Regions from separate parts of the Arachis hypogaea genome. Here region 1 is linked to region 2. The links are chromatin contacts, called in public Hi-C maps. All regions are on one chromosome and are shown on one strand. Each heading gives the region's core, a stretch centred on a gene start, on an enhancer-like site or on the middle of the called end of the contact. The rest is flanking DNA. Distances are from core to core; before and after follow the strand shown.

The links. A called contact is a pair of places that touch in the nucleus more often than the background predicts.
Region 1: a contact with region 2 is called in a Hi-C map of leaf, with 2.7 times the contacts expected there. The contact joins the enhancer-like site here to the promoter of LOC112750306 in region 2. A contact is called at or near these places in 4 of 8 Hi-C or Micro-C datasets (leaf and an unstated tissue).

What each region holds. Positions count from the first base shown.
Region 1 is chr15:73,827,461-73,830,160 of arahy.Tifrunner.gnm2.J5K5, reverse strand. No RefSeq gene overlaps it. Among protein-coding and RNA genes, the nearest start is that of LOC112752479, 46 kb to the right of the region's middle. Within about 2 kb of position 1,405, at least 3 of the 3 cell types and tissues checked have open chromatin away from gene starts, as enhancers often do.
Region 2 is chr15:73,754,791-73,757,490 of arahy.Tifrunner.gnm2.J5K5, reverse strand. It overlaps LOC112750306 (protein SHORT ROOT IN SALT MEDIUM 1), which reads right to left and starts at 1,401. Exons shown (of 22, transcript XM_025798952.3): 1 at 1,263-1,401; 2 at 1,068-1,170; 3 at 849-948; 4 at 350-550. The coding sequence starts at 917.

The DNA.
Region 1 (2,700 bases), core at 156-2,655, 73 kb before region 2:
TGTAAATAACATAGAATACAATGCAGTGTAAAAACATTAAATACAGTGTAGAATACAATCATTTTTTAACATGATTCTTGATTAATGTCTTATATTAAAAGTGCATGTTTACATTTATAATACCTATATGGTAGCGTCTATGGTGTGGCTAGTACAAATCATCCACACCTACAAATTCTAAGTGGATTGCTCCATTTTAAAACACGTGATAAAGAACTAGTTATGGTAGTCTTTATATGTGGACTCAGAATGCTCACAGTATCAGAAGTATTTGATCTATTTGTCTCATATAAACACCTTTAAAAAATTAATTACATGTGATTAATAGAATGTTGTCTTCATATTTTTGTTTCGCTATTGGGGCTTTGCAAAAATTTGTGGCCAACACTTTAAATTGGGCGATGATGGTGGTTATTTGTAAACTAGCCTTCTATTTAGAAGTCGCGATATTCTCAAGATACTTCTAGTTTACTACTGTTAAATATATTTCTTATTGATCTTGTCATCTTGTAGAAATAAAATATTTAATTTTAAATTTGTTGTTACAAAAATAAAAAGATAGTAAATAAAAATAAAAAGATGAATATTTAAAATAAAAAATTACACATGTAAAATAAATAAATAACCATCATTACCAATTTAGTATTTTTTAATAAAAGGAGAAATAGAGTAGACCTATGTTGAATAGTTTTAAGGATCCAGGTTTTGCTCCACGTCAAATGGCCAAGGCTTTCTTTTTTTTTATTTTGTAAAGATATATTCTGTTAGATCTTAAGATATCTGAGGGATTTTTCTTACCAAGAATTTAAAAAATATAGCATTTTTGAAATAAATTCTAATTATTTTCTTTGTAAAAAAATTTGTTAATAGTGACAAAATACCTAAATAGAAGACTGGTTTACAAATCATCATGGCCCAATTTAAAATGCTGCCAGAGGATTTTTGGTAAAGGCCCCAACAGCAAAAAAATATTAAAGAGAGCATTTTATTAGTCACGTATAATTAAGTTTTTCAAGATGATTATATGAGACAAACAGGTCAGTTGTCTCTGCTGAGCCTCCTGAGTCCACAAATAAAGGCTGCAATAATCTACTGTCCACCATGTATTTTAAAATGGGATACACCACCTAAGATCTATAGGTGTGGATATTTTACACAATCCACATCGTAGAATTTCCCTACATAGATACATATAAGGCAAATTCTACTATATAGATAGTAGAATTCTATCTACATGTATAGATTAACATTGGCAACGCCTAAATGTGAATAGTGTGGATAGAATGAGACAATTTCTAAACAAGTTGCAGTTCGTTCCAGTGCTTATCGTAGGGTTAATCAGTTATCACATGATGACGTTCTGATTAAGTGTAGGTAATTATGTCATTGAGATGATATATAATTATCACCGATGATGGGCCATTGCATCTTTATTGTGGTTTGGGACTTTTATGGGCTTTAGTTGGTTTATAGATCTACAACTTGAATATTTTAATTTGTTAAGGCCTTGACTATAATTTTGGTTGTTGAAGTTTTCACTGGGAAGCAACATGTTATTGGGCTTATCCTTCAGGTGATTTTTTTAGGGTGAAAATGATTTTCATTCTTATGGGGTACCACAATGCCAAAAAAAAGGCCATACAGAGAAAATTGTAGACAGATTTTTAGAATTTTTAGTTCAGATAGAATTTGTATTCTTTTATAATGATTTCTCAAACGTATGTAACCATGAGTATGGAAGAAGTGACTATCGATTTCAATATCGAAAGCACATTAGGGGTACCCTTGTAAACACTATACTAAGTATATAGTTTTTCTTATCTAATCATGTGGGTTATAGTAGTCTTAGGTAATTTATTTGTTGTTACACTAGACCGTCCTTGGAATAGAAAAAGAAATTTCAATCTCTGTGAAAGGGCTTTCCCCTCTCCTCAGATGTCCACAAAAGGGAATTGAAAGTGAATCTGATCAGAAATTGTTGATATGAGATTCAACCGATAGCGGATTAATAAAGTGCAGTCGCCCATTCTGGGATGAGTTGGAAGAGGAATTCCTAATTCTTACATGGAAGAGACTGTTCAGGTGCATTATTCTAAGAAGCGGGCTGCTCTTTTCCTCTCAATCTAAACTGGTTGACTGATACTGATAAAACTCATTTATCTACTGAGCTACCCATTCTAATAGCTAGCCCGGATTGGGCTTATGTCAACGTCGGATCTTAGTTGTTTTTGTTTATTTATCAAGTTTGAGAAAACTTTTTTATCTTAGCTTAGGATCTTTACCTTTTAGGTGGTCTACTGGTCCCTCCAAGATTTGAAAGGGTCTAATAAATCATTCAGATTTGTATTAAAAGAATTGAGAATGTTTTTTTTTATGTGAAACTTTGGCTATTTATGTAATTAGTATAAGGTATATTTAAAGTTATAATGTGGTTATAAAATATTTGTTATATAGATATAAGATATTGTAGCTGTAAAAAAATATATTTGAAATATGTATTTGTAATTTGAACTTTTGTAAAACCCACAAGATAATTATATTCGAAAATATATAATGTTATGCATTTTTAACATTGAATACTTCATTTATTATGAGCTTGTTGGGTGTTATTAAATTATTAAAAAAAATATTTTTTTAAATAAAAAACTTTTTTATTTTTCAATGTGTTTGACAAAATTTTAGTAGTCAAAGTAAAAATAC
Region 2 (2,700 bases), core at 152-2,651:
GACAGGTTTGGATAGTGAGGAAAAATGAAAAGGAAAAGAGAATCAAATTGGATGAAAGATTATTGCAAGGCAGAGTATGGAATTGAAGTCGCAATTCATCCAAATCAAAGGGAAAACAAAATAATGGTAGGTACTTGTATAGAATAGAAGAGCACCAAGATCACTTCTACTCCATCGTATTTTTAGACCAACCAAAGGACACCTAATACCAGATGACCAGTTCACTCCAGTCCACCCACTCTGTCGCATCAATCCAAACAAAACCTAAGGAACCATTTCCAATTATATAACACTCCTTATCCTTATCTTTCAGATAAAGCGTTAACCGCACATAACACAACACACTGACCTGCTGTGCACTGCTCAAAGCAGATGAGCCATAAACCGCACTATACTGCCCCCCATACTGTGCAGCAGTTGAACTGTGAGGGCGATATCCAGCAACATCAACTTCCTGAGAGGCACCTAATATCGCTGAATGCCTTGATGCCACAGAATGCTGCCCCACATCATGTCCTCCAACAGAAGCTCCAGTGAAATTAGAACCCAGCTGCAACCAAATTCAAAAACACCACAAAAATCCAAATTAATCTTCCAATAAACAAAATTCCAAGCATTAAACAAAAATAAATTGTAATTTTTTTTTACTTCTAAGAATTCCTCCTTTAAATTTTAATTGTATTATACAAAACATAGCCTAAGAATCAATGACTTACGATGGTGAACATTCATTTAAAAAATAAAAATAAAGGAAAAAGAAAACAATTTTTTAAGGGGGGAATAGATAAATTTGACAACGACAGCCTGAATGAAATCAAGAAACTGTTAAGAGTCAATCAAAGGCTTACGTTCTGGCCGTATGCGGATTGACCCGGGTACGATTGACCGTAAGCACCGCTCCCTCTGGAAGAATACATGCTCCTTCACATGGAACGAGAGCGACCAACCCTGAAACCCAAAACCATTCCAACAATTCGTTCATCAATAAAGCAACAGCAAACCGAAAAAGACCAAAACAAAAAGGAGGAATTTTGAAGGTTTGGTTCTTTAGCAAATTGTCAACGCACCGATTGAAGAGATGGGGAAATTGGATTCCTGCAGAGACGATGAATTTGAAGGTGCAAGATATTTACGACAAAGTTTGATCGGAGAAAGGAGTGTGAGGAAACCCTAGAAAGAGTGAGGGAAACCCTATAATGTAAGTGAAGAAGAAGAAGAAGAAGAAGAAGAAAGTGAGTGAATGAATGGAAATCGGGAGACACCTTGTTTTATCCTGAATTTGTTTTTGTTCCGTTTATCTCAAATTTTCCAAGCAATGAAGCAATACTGTTGCACGAAGAATCAGGCTTTTGCGGTAATCACAAGGGAACGAGGGTTTTTGTTTTTATTCCGTTGTTCAACGCGGTTAATGGGCTCTGGTTATGTGTGGCCTTGCAGTAACAAAGAATGATGCCCAACTAATACCAACAAAAATCAGGAGCCCGAAAAATGTATTAATCCTGAATTCCTGACCCAAAGTAAGGTCCAAATTTTGTGTATATGAGAACCCACTGAAGGAAATAAACAAAAGCAAGAGGCCCTAAAAAGACCACAGCCGGGTGTGAAATTTGGCTAAGGCCGAATAGTACATGAGAACCCTTAAAGGTTGTGTATGAGTACATAGTGTGCATGAGTTTGTGATATTGTATGTCTAAAATTAGGAGTTGTTTAATTTATTTGACAAAAAAAAGAAAGCAAAAGGTCTAACATACTAATACCATTAGGGGAATGTCTCTGCCATGGACAATAGGAAACATCCATAGATGTAGGGGTGCACATGGGTCGGGTGAAGCCGGGTTTGATGTGACTCAGATTTGGCTCGAAATATACACTAGGTTTATTTATTAGACCCGAATCCGGCTCTAAAATACACTTTCGAGCCACAATTATACCAAGTGAAAATCGGGCCGTTAACATTACATTACATTGATATCTTCTTGTAAGCTAGCATGTAAAAATATCCAAATTTTCAAGACTCTAACCATTATTTGACATGGTAAAATTCACTTAGTAAAATATAACAATAATCAACCCTTCTTCAAAATTAAAGCATAACCACAATCAATACTAAAGCATAACCACAATCAATACTAATATTGTCTAATAACACCAAATATTTAAATCAATACAAATAACACAATATTATGCATTAGTCTAAAGTCTTATGCATTCTAAACATAAAACATTAACTTATAGACTTATAATGACTAATAACACAAAATATTAAGGTTTACAATACTTAAATTCCACATAAGAATAGCCATGATCCATCACTAATAACACAAAATATTAATTGTGTATGATGACCGGGCCACCGGGCCAAGTTCGGGTGACTCGAGCTATGGCCCGGACCCGACCCAAAATAATGACCGGATTTATTTTTGAGACCCTTACCCGACCCTAAACCCGGTGAAATCATACCAAATTAGCCTCTAAAGTGTTCGGGGCCAGGCTGAATCTTCGGGCCGGGTCAGGCCATGTGCACCCCTACATAGATGTGAATGCCCATGTATCTTAGCGCAGCTCTGGACACATGTGACTAACAAGTGGGGTGGGGAAGCAGGTGTTTCAGGGGCACGGATTGGGTATGCGGAAGAAGTTTGCATACCGAAATGCCAAAATGCTCTTTGGCGCACCAGTCAGTCAAAAAGTATCAAAATC